Regions from separate parts of the Mus musculus genome. Here region 2 is linked to region 1. The links are chromatin contacts, called in public HiChIP or PLAC-seq maps. All regions are on one chromosome and are shown on one strand. Each heading gives the region's core, a stretch centred on a gene start, on an enhancer-like site or on the middle of the called end of the contact. The rest is flanking DNA. Distances are from core to core; before and after follow the strand shown.

The links. HiChIP or PLAC-seq counts read pairs in DNA pulled down with a chosen protein or histone mark.
Region 2: an H3K27ac HiChIP or PLAC-seq map of heart atrium shows a contact between it and region 1, with 7 times the contacts expected there. The contact joins the promoter of 1700029J03Rik here to the enhancer-like site in region 1. A contact is called at or near these places in 2 of 39 promoter capture datasets (the SN4741 cell line and embryonic stem cells), 1 of 484 Hi-C or Micro-C datasets (embryonic fibroblasts), 3 of 115 datasets of contacts at active chromatin or transcription factors (embryonic stem cells, heart atrium and large pre-B cells) and 1 of 9 other capture datasets (embryonic stem cells).

The regions. Positions count from the first base shown.
Region 1 is chr16:93,068,358-93,076,252 of GRCm38.p6, forward strand. No RefSeq gene overlaps it. Among named protein-coding and RNA genes, the nearest start is that of Gm30474, 60 kb to the right of the region's middle. Within about 2 kb of position 4,009, at least 53 of the 459 cell types and tissues checked have an H3K27ac peak or open chromatin away from gene starts, as enhancers often do. A contact at or near this core is called in heart atrium, where this site is marked.
Region 2 is chr16:93,455,350-93,463,244 of GRCm38.p6, forward strand. It overlaps 1700029J03Rik (RIKEN cDNA 1700029J03 gene), which reads right to left and starts at 3,523. Exons shown (of 3, transcript NR_040494.1): 1 at 3,344-3,523.

The sequences.
Region 1 (7,895 bases), core at 2,759-5,258:
CTTCTCACCTGTCAATCATCTTCCCAACCAGCTCCTCCATCTCCTTCAACTGATCAGACAAGGGAGAAGGGCCCTAAGTGATACCCCACCCCCACCCCATTTCCTCCCCACTTGTCTCTGTACAGGTTTCTAGAACCCATTTCAATTTCAAGTGCTCACCCTGTGCTGTCTGGACATTAACTTGCAGGGCCATCTGGCTCACTAGTCACAGTCCTAACTCCAGAACCATTCAGAGAGAGTCTGGGGTGGCACCCCGCTACACTTGGGCAGAGGAATGGGGTAACGTTTGACTTTGAGAAGGAAATCTGCTTCCGTTCTCCTCCTTCAGCTGGTTGTTCATTTCTCTGAATCAATAAGAGAGGACAGATGGAAACCCCAATATGTAGGATGCATTTGACCCAAGTCTTCCATGGGCGTTAGGCTTGTTTCCAACACTGTGTCTGCCTTGAGGGAGGTGCTTTCCTCCTGTGATGGGAGGGGAGGGGGCTCCTCCTATCTTCTGAACTCTTTACTTAGGCTGGCATCAATAATTCAGGGTTCCAGCTCCCATTCTGAAAGCCCAGGTAAGGGCCAAGGGCTTAGCACTAGGCCAGTAACTCATTCGCTCGCTCCGGTGAGACTCCAGGGATCCCAGCAGGCTCCTGGCTGGCCAGACCTGGCTGCACTTGGACAGAGGATGGAGGTAAGGTTTGACTTCAAGAGGAAAATCTACTTCAGTTCTCCTTCAACTAGAATCCGTGCCAGAGGCCACGTCTGGGTTCGGGGCCCTTCTGGTCCCTCTTACAGCAGTGTGCTATCCAGGGAAGGCTGCCATCCTGCCTTCAGAGCACAGCTTCTTGCATGAAACCAGGTAAAAAGGGAACTCTGGGTCCTGCATTTGCCTCTGGAATTCTACATATTATTTATGAGAGGATGAAAGCCTGGCTGTGACTTAGAGGCTGGCTAACTGGACGAGCTTGAGTTTCTAAGTGTGTATGTGTGTGTGGGGGGGGATGACTGAGGGGCCTGGGGCATGCTCTTACCACCGGGGTATGTGTCAATTTCAGTACTTCAAGGATCTATGTGAGCAAGCAAGTGTATGTGAAAATCCTTTTACTTTTCCAAAACAATGTGAGGGGCTTCACGAGGGGTGCTCTTTATTCTACAATGGATCCTTACAACAGTGTGCTGTCCAAGAGGGCTCCCATCCTGGCTTCAGACCTGGGTCAAGTGTTTCCCCAGCAAGCCCAACTCTCTCTCTCTCCAGGTGATCATTATATTATTTCCCTTGAAGAATCATGCCTAACTGGCCTGAACTGGCCATTTCAAATTCGAGTGGAGAGAAGCAATTTGTACCCCCAGGCTTAAGACAGAAAACATCTGATTTTCCTTTTCCACCTTGCCCACAGTCCTCCTGACCCTCAGCTCCAGCACTCTGTGACAGTTCCTAACTAGGAAGGATCATTGCCAGGGAGGGGTCCAAAGCTTTCTGTGATGCTCCACTCCCTTATGATCTTGGCTTCCTGCGGCTCATTAACACAGTTGATGAAGAATGGACCCAGGACCCCTCAGTCCATTACTATGTCCTCTTACGAACATAAAGACATTTGACACAGGTTTTTTACCGTTTTGAGTCTCGAGAACCCTGACCTATAGTCGCTTAACTCGTCTTTTCAAACTTGGAAACTTATATTGCAAACTGCTGTCGGTGTGATTGTCCCGTATCACATTTCTGATCCAGCTACTTCCCAACTGGTCGCCACTTCTCAGTACTGACCAAGAGTAAGGGACAGCTTCCATTCGGTTGGTAAATTAGGCACACAGCTGTCCTTCAGTGGGTTTTGACTTCATAATGAGGCCCTAGTTTAGGTTGTAAGGCATTCTCTAAGGAAACTCCTTACTGTCTGATACTTTCATGGGCGCCTGTAGGCAGGCTTTCTACCCAGCAGATTGCCCACTGCTGCTGTTTCTGTCTACCGCTCTGGGGTTACTATAGGGAAGCAGTATAAGAAGCCTGTCTCAAGAAAAAGAAAATCATATCCAACTAAGGTTACTGGAGATCTCATATATATATGAAGAAAAGAAAATCCTGTGGGGAATCTGTAGCATAATTCTTATATTTGAAAAGTTTCCGCTATAAAGGTAAATGCAAAGTCTCAGAAGTTGTGAGTCTAACACTGAAGGGGCGAGGATGCTGGCTTCTTGTTTGAGCATTTTTTTGTGTGGGTAGATGACAGGTCTGAATGATGCAGATGTATGTTTCGTTCAGTCCTGAGTGTCATACAAGTGCAGTTCCTGATGCCTCTCTTAGTACTATGTGTTACACAATTGTAAGTGTGTCCATACAGGGCATCTCGTGTGCATGTCATTCTGAAATTATTGTTACCTATGAACTTTACCACACGGAGAACTTTGTCATATATCTTGTCTGTAATAAAGCCATATTCATTCAAGAAAAAAAAAAAAGAACCCTCTACCTTCTCTGTGGACATGCAAGAGAACTATCTCCTAATGTGAGGAAGAGAAAGCCATATGAACAGCTTGGTGGGAAGTATCCCAGACAGAAGGGACCACCTAAAAGCTAGAAAGGAACACCTCATTCAAGCCAAGGTCATGAATAAGAACCTGACCTGAGTTAGGAATCATGGAAATTGTGTCAGATTACAAGGAAGTTGTACACGACACTCTTTGCTCGCCTCATGCCCTGCCTGCTTTGTGTAGCTTTGCTGGACTCAGCCCAGAACCCTGTAGGCTGATGTTCTCATCAAAACCCATTTTGATACATCAAGACTCAAAGATATGGAGCAACAGAGTTGACAGAGAGACAGCAAAGAAGACGTGGAGTCCAGGCTCCCGACTGCTCAGGGCTGACCGGACAGGGTGGTCTTTTTCTGTTGCAAGACAAAAGCTCCAGATAGATCCGGTTCTCTGAGGATCTGGTTTCGCAGCTTCTCCCTGCACAGCCTCAGAGGTACCATGTGTGTTTTCTGGGTTGAGGTTCCTTCATCTGTAGCATGGTTTCTCAACCAGTGGTGATTGTGACCATTCCTACCAATCCCCAGGGACAACGTCTAAACTCATTGGGGGTCGGGGTTGGGGGGGGACACTATAGGGGAAGTATTATTAGTATCTGTGAAGAAGCCATGGCTGCTGCCCACTGCCATAAAAATCCCCATGACTGTCCCACAGCCAGGAACAATGTGACCCTGTGTCAATGCTGTTGAGGACGAGAGCCCGCCCTCTGTAGGTGTCATGTTCTACACATGTCCCTGATACCAGAAGGTATTCTGTGTGTTCTGGGGCCCAGTGAGTAGGAAACTATTCTAGCACTGACAAGACTTAAGCCACAGAGTTCTCTTGGGTGAGTCCTCTTGGGTGAGTCCTCTTGGGTGAGTCCCCTGAGTTCACATCAATGATCGGATCCACACCCTTCACCAAGAGCCCTGCTTTCTTTCAAGTAAAATTCCTGCTGGGTCTCAGGGATGCCTGGCCTGCTGGCAGCCAGCCCTCAGCTCCCATACTGTTTTATCCTGCAACCGTACCTCCTTCCCTGACTGGGTTTTGTCTTGGCTGCTCCTGGCATTGCCTCTGACAGCTGAGCTTATGGAGAGAGGAGGCTCCAGATAAAAATCCCCAGCATAGCCCCACCAGACTCCCGTAGCCTGACCCAGGCTCAGAGCAAGACAGACAGACATAGCTTTCTCTCCTCGGCTATCTGTATTTACTTTGAGAATCATTTCCTCTGCTCTGCTTGGTTTCCTGTGAGCACGCTTGCCTGCTCCGTTCTCTGTCTTTTTTTTATTTTTTATTTTTTGTTTATTTCTCTTTCTCATATCCCCCATTGATCAGATGCCCTGGAAATATTGCAGGAACAGTGTGTTCTCTGTAAGATTTGGTTACACTTTAATACTTCTCAGCAAAATGTTGCCTTGGAACACCCAAATACTAAAACTCCAGGCCTGCTCTGCTTATACTGGACAAGGTCTTCGGCACAGTCTGCGATTCACGCTGGATCCAGTCCCGCCTTAAAGGGCAAGCGCACCCAGGCTATGGCAGGAATGTGTCTTTGCAGGCAGATCTCTGGAGTCTCTCCTCAGAGAAGTGAGCAGGCAAAACAGACTCTGTGCTCCCTCGCTGTCCCCAGTGTGGCCCTTTACAGAGCCACAGGACCATGCTGATTCCAAGGCTGGCTTAAGCAGGCAGTTAAGCCTGTGTCACCGGCAGGACAGCCTCTTGTTACCTCAGACAGAACCTTAAAATTGTGGAATTTAGTCTGAAAACTAGTAAAACTCTTATGCTATGTTACTTTAAAAATTATTTTTAATATGTGTGAATATTTGCCTGCACGGATGTCTATGTGTGGGTAGTAGGGGACAGAAGAAGGCATCAGATCCCCTAGGGCTGGAGTTAAAGACAGTTGTGAGCCTCTGTGTGGGTGCTAGGAATTGAACCCAGGTCCCCTGGAAGAGGAGCAAGTGCTCTTAACCCCTGAGCCACCTCTCCGGCCCGCAATGGTACTGTTAAATAGAGCTGTTCAGGGAGATGCCGCATCCTTTCTTACGAGCTGTTCCCTTCCACTGCAGATCATGCTGAGTGCCCTGGGTACCGGGTGGATGAAGAACGTAATTTAGGAAGGAGTTGGCAGTGACAGTTGTGTTAAACTGCAGTCTTCAAAGGGACCAAATCCTTTGGGTGGGTCCTGGCCATGTTTCTGACCTTTGGCTACTTTCCGTTGATTTAAGAACAAAAGGTAAAGGCTGAGTAATTTATAAAGGAGAGAAGTTTATTTAGCTCATGGGGGCCTGAGAGGTCCAAGAGTATGAACCAGGGCCTGGTCTCTGCTTGGTGTCCAATGAGGGCTTCATGTTAAGTAGTCATAATGAAGTGTGTGGTGTAGCATGGAGCTAGAAAGTGTCCACTTCTTCTCTCATCTGCTCTTCCAAAACCCCTCAAGTCTCCCATGGATGTCACCCTGATAACCATAGCCAAGCTTAGCCACCTCCAATCCTCTGAGGTCCATGAACAGGAATTAGGGTTAAGGTGTCAACACATATACTTCCTGGATCCCGGTTCAAACCACTCTACTGATCCCAGTGACAGGATCCAGTTTCACAGGGACTCCAGTACTCTATTTTTTTATTCTTATTTTTTATTAGGTATTTTCTTCATTTACATTTCCAATGCTATCCCAACTTCCCCTATACCCTCCCCCTGCCATTCCCCTACCCACCCACTCCCACTTCTTGGCCCTGGCATTCCCCTGTACTAAGGCATATAAAGTTTGCAAGACCAATGGGCCTCTCTTTCCACAGATGGCGGACTAGGCCATCTTCTGCTACATATGCAGCTAGAGACACGAGCTCCAGGGGTACTGGTTAGTTCATATTGTTGTTGCACCTATAGGGTTGCAGATCCCTTTAGCTCCTTGGGTACTTTCTCTAGCTCCTCCATTGGGGGCCCTGTGATCCATCCAATAGCTGACTGTGAGCATCCACTTCTATGTTTGCTAGGCCCCGGCATAGCCTCACAAGAGAAGGAAACCTTGCAGGGCACAACCTCAACAAGACTCATCTGTACGGGCCTTACAGTCAAGCTTAATGACAAAGCTCTGTCTTCTTGGTTTCAGGAAGACCACAAGTGGAGCATCGTTTACCCGGGTTAACAGAAAACAGCAAGGATAACACAGTGTCACGTCTGCCAACACTGTCCATCTTGAAGTCTCTCTTTGGGTACCAGACACTTTTGTATATAACTTAAAGAAGCAAGGCAAGTGAATTAAACAATGCCACTGAATATGAAGGAAAATGAGGCGTTCCAAGGAAGCTGCTTACGTCTCTCACGCAAGGATAACTTAATTTCAGGCACAGGACAATAGGCAGGAAATAGAAATGGGTTCAAATGTCCCCACCTCTAGGCTGCTACCTCAAGCGTTTCTTACATCATGTCAAAGACAGTACCGTCTCTACCCCAGCTCTTTAGGAAGGCAAGACTTGATCTCCTGGCTCAGGCACTACACCTTTGCCACAAGACAGAGGCTGATGGAGAGCTCACCGAGGTGAAGAGTGTGGGAGTGGCTGAGGGGATGGGTGGCTCGGAGGAAGAGATTTTTGGAGAGGAAGCCAACGAGGATGGAGAGATCAGCAGAGCTTGGAGGAGCCGGCGAGGGAGGGGGCAGCACAAGGGAGGCAGAGGCCCCCCAAGGACAGGGCTTTAGCATCCAGGTCATGACGGGTGGGTATGGAGGAAGCCTGCCTGGGCGGCGTGGATGTGATCCCCACATTGCCTCTCGGGTCTGCAGCTCATGCTCCCTCGGGAGGCCAACCCCAGGTGAGAAGAGCCGTGCTGAGAGTGAGCATTACTCTCACGCCCAGGAATATGAACCCGGCTTTTTCCCAGCAGACAAAAGCGGACACATCAACACACCAGGGGACAAAAATTGACAAACAGGAGGACCCAGGGGGAGGGACCTTCCCTTAGGACATCATTTGAAAATCTCTCCACAGTTCCTCAGGGGGGAAAAAAAACTTTTAAGAAAGGTTTAGATTTTCTTTATAATTAGGGCTCCCTGTTCCTCAGGTTTCCAGACGCCTACGCTATCTGTAGTCATTAGAATTGGAGATGAGAGAGACAGGCCATGTGGTCCAAGAGCCAAAGTCTTTGGACCTAGATTCTCATCTGCATCTCAAGTGTTTTGTATTCACACAGTGGTCCCCATGCCCAGGGAGACACAGCAGAACTTAGAGCTAGCAGTGCGCACATGCTCGCATCTCTCTGCTCCTGTGTTTCCAAGCACGGTGTGTTTTAAGCAGGAAAGGGGATGCAACAAGAAAGAACCAACAGTCAGGGTGGGCACGGGGTGACCAGACAGTTCGCTCCAAGAGAAGATTTGCAGATCTGGTTTAACCTGGATCCAAAGACAGTCACTTCCTTCCCGGGTTATCATCAGCAGTTCCCTCCTTACCTCCTCATCGCAAGAGTCTCCCAAGCTCAAAGCAGAGGGAAGGAGCCACTGCAGCCTCAGTGGTACCCAGCCAGTCTGACCACCTGAGACAGGGATAAGCAGAGTCCTCTATGTCTCCTCCTGTCTCTCAGGCCCTCCGTGCCTTCGCTTCAAAGTGACTCTGAACAACTGTGAGACTGGACGTGTAAACTTCAATGACTTCATTTTGCGAAGGTTTAAAAGGTTCCTAAGGGCTGATGCAGGCAGATACTGGAAACCCGGTTAAAACAACTGGATACCAGATGGCGAAGGAGAGCGGTTTACCGGAAAGCCTTCCAGAATAGCAGCTCATTTACAAGAAGCAATTACACAAACAGCCCTGAGAATCCACCATTCCATAAAGAGTGGCCCAGGATAGGAGCGCAGTGTGAGCTGTACACGTGTGCGCTCCACCTGCCGCTTGTCAGTGCTGTGATTGGTCACCGCTCCCTTTCTCTGACGCCTGGAGGGGCAGAGCTAAATTCTACAACAAAGATGTGTTCTCTTTGGGTATGACCCAGCTGCCTAGAGGAGTTCCCCAGGAGGAGAAATGTAACAGTACAAAGTAACTATGTAGCAGGCTTCACCAACGTCTGAGCCTGGGGAATGTGTTGTACCAGGAGAAATGTCTCTTTACAATTTAAACCTGCATCTGTTCCAGCTTTCAATATGAGGGTCGGCCTCCCGTACTCTGACCTGTAGGCTCACTCACTGTTACATCTAGACGCATGCACACAGGGAACACAGAACCAAAAAGTAAACTGCGAAGTCATCACTGAGAACTATAAGCTCTAGATGGCTTCTTCCCTCCTCCACACTAAGTCCCCTGGTGTTCTTTTTAGCCACCTAGAGCCTATGCCCCTGTCTTTGTCTGCGACAGCTACACTGTATGATCGTTTCTCCACTTCCTCTTACTTTGGCTACTCTTGGCATCTCT
Region 2 (7,895 bases), core at 2,273-4,772, 390 kb after region 1:
AGAAGACTTCCCTGATTTCATAGCTTGGGTGGAGCCGGCTTGCCCTCAGTGTGGGTGGACTTTATGCAGTCGTCATGTCCCAAATGGAACAAGAGGTGGGAAGGTGCCATTTGGGCTATCCTCTGCCCCAAGATATCAGGACTATGGGCTGTGAACTTCAGGATTCACACCAGAGACTCCAGGGCTCTAGGACAGGGCTCTCAGCCTCAGACTGACAGTTATACCATCCACACCTCTGCAGGTCTCCGGAACCTCTGAACTTGTGATTGTCATACAACTGACTTCCCTGGCCCTCTATCTGTGTATCACAGCCTCTCCTAGGCTCCCTAATTGAGAGAGCAAATTCTCTAAGTTATTTCCCATAACTCCTTCTCTCTCCTAAATAGAGATGGATAATGGCAGATAGAGATAGATTGGTGATAGATAGATAGATAGATAGATACATACATACATACATACATACATACATACATACATACGATAGGTAAATAGATAATAGTTATGGTAGATGATATAGGTGACTATAGATATAGATAGATGAAAGATAGATGATAGATGATAGATATAGCTAGATGATAGATAGATAGATAGATAGGATAGATACATATAGATGATAGATAGATGATAGATGGATGGATGATAGATGGATGGATGGATTAGGTAGACAGACAGACAGACAGACACAGATAGATGATAGATAGATAGATAGATAGATAGATAGATAGATAGATAGATAGATAGATAATGGATGGATGGATGGATGGATGGATGGATGGATTAGGTAGGTAGGCAGACACAAAGATAGATAGATAAATAGATGATAGATAGATAGATAGATAGATAGATAGATAGATAGATAGATAGATAGGATAGATAGATAGATAGATAATAGATGGATGGATGGATGGATGGATGGATGGATGGATGGATGAGGTAGGTAGACAGACAGACAGAGATATAGATAGATAGATAGATAGATAGATAGATAGATAGATAGATAGATAGATAGATAATGGATGGATGGATGGATGGATGGATGGATGGATTAGGTAGGTAGACAGACAGACAGACAGACAGATAGATAATGGATGGGTAGATAATAGATAGCAAGGGAGACAGATAGACAATACACACAAAGGTAACACAGACAGAGGAGGCATGGGGACAGGGTGAGAAATAACCGTTTGTTGACATCTCCATCTCCAACGGGGGCCTTGTCTATTCATTTAGGGACCCTTGGCTACTCTGCCGCCTTCCTTCAAACAAGGCTGATAGAGACAGAGTGTTAAATAGATTATGCGTTGGTGGCTGGGATAGAAAGATAGAACTCATCTTCAGCAATGAAGTGTTAGAGAATCAGCTAGAAAACAAACTGGTCAGACTTGACGTTGCTGCTGCGTGAAGCAGGCTTCCGGCCATGCGTGGAGGAGGTCGGACCCCTCTAGGATGCTTCCAGCCTCAGGGTCCTGGCATGAGAAACCCAGTCTGGGAGCATCCAGGGCTTCCTTCATCTGTGGACCTTTCTCTCCAACATCAGAAGGAACCCGGCAGTTGGCCAACAGGCACACATTCCAGACACACACCCAGCTAATGAAAACCACACACAGGCGGGAAAGGAGATGAGCATTACCTGCGCCACGGACAATCTGGAACGAGGGAGGCAGATGGAAAATCGCCTCAGGGACTTTACTCAGAATCTGCTACATCTAAGCAGGAATCGAGTTTCTCAAAAATAAAACCGTTCTGTTTACAAACATACTGTTTTTGCCAAAGAGAATTCTTTATTTTAGGTGCTTTGGGAAAACTGCAGAGTCCTTGAGTTTAGGGCCAAAGACGCCCAAAATGTTGCAATCCTAAACCTTTGGCCGTGACAAAAACATGTTTGCAAGTGGAAACTTTTCGGTGTGGGGCTTCTCCTGCTGTTTTGTTTGGGTGTGTGTTTGCTTGCTTGCTTGGTGCCAAAGGATTTCCTCCAAGGCTTCCCAGAAGCAGGGAGCTGGGGTCAGCACTCCTTGGTGTGTTGGCCTCCGGCCACTTGTGCCCCTCCTCAGACAAACTGAACAGTTTGAGAAGGGGGAAAAAAAGTCAGCTTGGGGAGCTATTGTCTCCCTGCCTCCAAAGTAGTTGGGAATTTTTGTTTGTTTTACTGCTGTTGTTTTGCTTTTGTTTTTTAAGATTTCCTTGTTTTATGTATGTGAGAACATTGTTGCTGTCTTCAGACACACCACAAGAGGGCATCAGATCCCATTACAGATGGATGTGAGCCACCATGTGGTTGCTGGGAATTGAACTCAGGACCTCTGGAAGAGCAGTCAGTGCTCTTAACCACTGAGCCATCTCTCCAGCCCCTTCAAGTGTGTGTGTGTGTGTGTGTGTGTGTGTGTGTGTGTGTGTGTGTGCCACATGCAAGGCTTTTTTGGGTTTTTGGGTTTTTGGTTTTTTTGCTGTTGTTGTTGTCGTTTGTTGTTGTTTGTTTTTTGTTTTGTTTTGTTTTTTGATTTTTTTGTTTTTTTACCCTTGGTTCTGGCAATCTAGATTCAGGTCCTCATTGTTGCATCCAGCACCCTCCCAACCCTGCCTTTAGGGGAGAATTGGATGTCCACAGTTGACTCTCCATTAGCCAGCCCTTCCCTTTCCACCTCTCGGCTATACCAGTGACAGTTTCATATATTTACAATGGCTCTTGGCCTATCAAAACCAGGCATTGAGGGAGGCCCAGCCCCTCAAATAGATCCTCATGGGAGGCAGGGACAATGGCTGTGCCCTCAGCCTCTGGTTCACTCTGAGTGTGCTGGAAGCCGCTCGCTCATTCTGCTCTTTGCCTCTCAATTGGTCGCTCTGAGAGAATAAGGAGTCCAAGCAGCACACCCAACACAGGACAAAGACAAACCGAAGCAGGAGACCGGGGGCTGGACCTGATGGAGTACTGAGGCCAACACAGGGCTCAGGGCGGCACTCAGCCTAGACGGGCAGCTGAGAGAGAAGAGAACGGCACCCAAGTAAGTCCTGAGAGTCCAGGGGAACCGAGTTCAAGGGCCACCGTGGTTACCTGGGTAGCAGCGGGCTGTGCACCAGCATCACACGGCACTCCACCGTCATCCATCTTCTCTAGAGCGACGCCCAAACTCCCTCAAACTCCCTCTGAGTTCAGTGAGGACCTCAGCGCCTCGTGAGCCAAACATGATGAGCCCATCTTGAGAGTCAGAAAGGGCGTTCCGTCCCCGTGCCCCCCCCCCCCACCTCTGTTCCTTGTGATCCGTACTACCTCTGAGTCAGGACTGTCCTGTGTCTTCGACCACACGGGGACGGGGACTGTGCTTTCTGCCTACAACACTCTACTTACATCGGCCTAACTTCTGCTCGTTTTCAGACCATTTCAGACAGCCTGTGGGTCACCAGGTCTCCTCCTCCAGGAAGCCCCATGCTTTCGCCAGCAGCAGTGATTCCCACTGGCCAAAATAACAATACATTAAAGAGACCTCAAAGGTAAGCAATGGTGTTGACATCAGAAACTGGTCGCCTCGGAATCCAGCGATGAGGTCACCCCTAGGCAACAGGGACGCTCATGCGTCTGTTGCCATGGCAACCGCCACACATCATTCCCCCCCCCCCCCCCCAATGTGCGCCTCACCTGCGCACTTCACCTGCGCACCTGATATTCATGGTTACATCCCGGCCTGAATAAAAGGCAGGGCCCCAGACCCCTCTCCCCTTCTTTGTTCCCCTCATTCCTCCTCCTCACCCCCTCTTTCCCCAGTAAATCTCTTCTCATAGAGCTGTGCTGCTGTGGTGTGATCTGTCCAGATACAAGCCACCTTCTAACACAACAGTTGGGCAGTGGTACCACGCGGCCAGCAGGCCAGCAAGAACCCTGTCCCTTGGGAGAGCTTCAGCTGCTGGGTGGTAGCGAGATGTCTGTCACTGTTGTGGGTGGTAGCGAAATGTCTGTCACTGTGGCAGACGCTACATTTCTAGAAACGTGAGTTTTCCTCTCTGCCTCTCCAGCCTGAAGGGAGGAGCATCCAGATCTCTGCCTCCGCCAGAAATCCTCTTACAGGATGTGAGTGTTGGGGGAGGGGAGGCATTCGGTAATTTCCCTCTCTACCTTGCTGCCCTGAGACAGCATCTCTCTGAATCAGAATCTGCTGCTTTGAGCAGGCTGGTTTGTTCCACACTCTCTGCATTGGCCCGTCTCTGCCCCCAGTGCTGGGCCTGAAAACACTGGAGTTTTTGTACAAATATCAGGGATCAGGAGTCAAGTTCTCATGCTGGCCTCTCACCCAGTGAGCCGCTCCTCGGGCCCTCCCCTTACACTCTATGAGCTGGAATTAGTTTGCATATCCGTCATTCTGCCAAGGGGGTACATATGGCACAAGTGACATTATCACTCGACCACCCCTGGGGACTCCACATGGGCTCAGCTTCCTCTGAGGTGCTTGGCTGAAGAGCTGAAGAGCAGGAGTGGCTCTCTGATTAAAGATGTTATCTAGAAAAAAAGTTAGAAGCGGCAGGCAGTTGGTGGGATTCATCTTGTTCTATGGTCCTTGAAGAGACTTAGCATCCTTGTTGAAGACGTTGCCTGACCTGGAGATAAAAACCTGGCCTTCTACCCACCACTGCACACAAGCTCTCTGCTCTCCACCGTCTCTGCATACTGAAGCTCCATCACCCTGAGGAGACTTTCTGAACCCTCCAGCCACACACACACTGTCCCCAGTACTGTGACCTATACTCCGATGTTATCACATAGCAGTCTTTCTTAACATTTTCGGACTGTAAAAGCCCCAGAATGACAAGTCAGATGTGCCTTGCTTACCCTGAGGTCTGGCCAGCATCTGTCTCTGTGCTCGGTACATATGAGATGCTCTACAAACAGCCGTGAGTGAACAGAAGCCCTAAGTCAGCATCCAGGATGGAACATCTGCCCCTGAGGGCCACTGTGCCTCTGCTGTGTGTGCCTGGGCAAGTTGCTGAGCCTCTTGCAAACAAAATTAAAACTCCTGGAGGTCTCCAAGACCCTTATCAGGGCTTCTGATGAACAAATTGCTACAATGTAATAAAAATCTACCCTTCCGCTGTGTGAAGTTCAGAAGCCAAGAAAGAGTCTGCTCTTCTGGAATCCCAGAAGAAGGATTCACCCCTTGCCTCTACCGTAGACCCTGCTGGCCACTGGCAACCTGTGGAACTCGTGCATTGGCAGCAGCATTCCATTCTCTGCCTGCATCTTTACATCAATGTCTCCATTGTGCATCCACCTCAAATCCCCTGTCTTTTCCCTTATGAGGACACCAGCCAGCGGAGTTAAGTCTCCTGCTAAACCCACCATGACCTCACCCTGAGATCCCTCTCCGGAGGCTGGCCGCCTGTGAGACCCTATTTCCAGATTAAAGTCACAGTCTCAGTGTGTCAGTCAACTTCCCATGGCTCTGATAAAATACCCAGATAAAAGGCTCCAGACGGAAGATGTCTTTGGACACAAGGTTTCAGAGAATTCAGTCTATACTCACTCGGCTATGAGGTGAGGCAGAACAGCAAGGTCAGGGGCACAGGGTAGAGCTGAGGAATTTACCTCACAGCTGCCAGGAGGCAAAGAGAATGGGGGAAGGAGGCTGAGGACAAACCACACCCTTCACGGGTTCCTGAAGTACCTTCTCAGGCAAGGTCCCATCTCCTCAACTTTCCACGGCTTTCAATTGTCCACCCCCACAGATGACGTCTGAGACCTCACTATCCAATCATCTCCCGAAGGCCTCATCTAGAACGCTAAGCGTCAGGGAGCGAACATTAGGACACTTCTTACCCAGCCACAGTCCTGGGGTACAGAGGATGGCAGACTTTGCCATGTTTAGGAGTACAGGAATAATTCTAGGTCCACTACCAACTGCGAGATCCTGATAGCTATTAAACCTGGCTGTCGATCACAGACACCACTCATGGGCTGGAATGTTTCCTCCCTCGTTCATTCTTTAATTGACCCTCGGCTCTGCATTGTGAAGTATCCAACTTCCCTGAATCTGAAGGCTGGAAGGTTTTTCAGTATGCCTTGCTCTTCACCCCTTAAAACATCCGCAGTGACTCATTCTCAAACCCAGGCCCGCACTGATCATCAATCCTGGGGCTGACTTGCGAGAGCGTACAAGTCCCCGGAAGTTCTGCCTCAGAGGCAAGTACAGCTTCCGGCCAGCACTTTATTCCCCCGGTGCTTCGGAGTCCTCTCAAAGGGGCACTTGCCACTAAGCCTGATAAACTGGGTTCCATCCCTGGAGTCTGGGTGGTAGAAGGAAGGAACCAACTCCTGGAAGCTGCCCTCTGACCTCTATTCACACCCCCATGCACACATGCCTGCTCGTACACACATGCTTGCTCACACACACTATATTAACAATCGAAGTCTCCCATGAAGGCTAAGACCCTGGAGGAATCGGCCGGAGACGTGTGTGTTTACTGAGCCCTGCTTAAGGAGAGCCAGGTTAGCCTCGCACTGGCCACAGGAGACCAGACTCACTGCGGCTGAGGTGTCACACAGTGCCATGTTCTTAATGTGTCCCCCAGTGGGGACACGTATTCCTCAAAGTTCTCCACCAGCTTGCATGGAGCGATGCTATTGATGGATGGGGTGGCGCGCTCATTTTTCTTTCTTGGGGAACGTGGGCTGCAGGCTTCCCGGCTGGCGAACCCGCCCTCTGGAAGCCAGGCCTCCAGAGACAAAACTCCACCAGGAACCAAGTTGAAGCTGCGTGCGGCTCTTACGTTATGTCTATTTTAAAAGTTGACTTTGGCAGAGGCGCTGACCACTCACACAATATATCTGCTCCACAGAAAGATAAGGAGGAAGGAGAAGTCAAACACTGGGCTTTTCTTTAAATTCTCACTTGGAAGCAAATACCTTGGCTTCCAGGGAGGAATATGAAACCAGCCTCCCTGATGAGGATCTCATTGGAACACATCATAAAGAAAAGATTGAAGCTATAAATAATTTGTTTTTAAAGACTCTGCGTGCGCACATGTCTCCTGACTGGCGAGTTGTGAGGAGTTTGAGTCTCCAGGCCACTTTCTAGCCGAGGCTGTGTTTTTCCAGAAGCATGGGAATGAGGCTCCGTGATGAAGTAAATCAGATCATCTTTTAAAGAGCCACTGGGAGGAGCTCCTCCTCCGGGCTGCGGGAGGGGGGAGGGTGGGCTTCAGGCAAAGAAGATGAAACAACTAAATCATCCCAAATGAGCCAGTCCTACTGCCAGATGCTTAAATAATTAATAACACGTTGGCAAATGGTTTGGTGGGTGAGAGGGCTGGCCATCAAAGCTGACCATCTGAATTCAAATCCCGTCCCCAGAATCCACACAGTGGAAGGGAGAACCAATTCCTGAAAGTTGTCTTCTGGCCTATACACACACTGGCAGGTACACACACACAAACATACACACAAATATATATAAACACAAATACACACATAAATGCATACACACACACCATGGCAGGCACACACACATAAACACACACTCATATATATATATATATATATATATATATATATATATATATACAAAAACACGCATAAATACATGTACACACAAATACACACCATGAGCCATAAACACACACATACAAATACATACACACACAAATATACTTTTACCATAGCAGGCATACATACACAAGCACATACACAAATATATATATATATATATATATATATATGTATATGTATATATATATATATACACAAATATACACATAAATACATACATACACACATCATAGCATGCACACACACACACAAATACATACACATACAAATAAGCACACACAAATATACACATATACAAATACACTCACGCACAGATATATACATACAAATATACACACATACACAAGCATACACACCATGGTAGGCA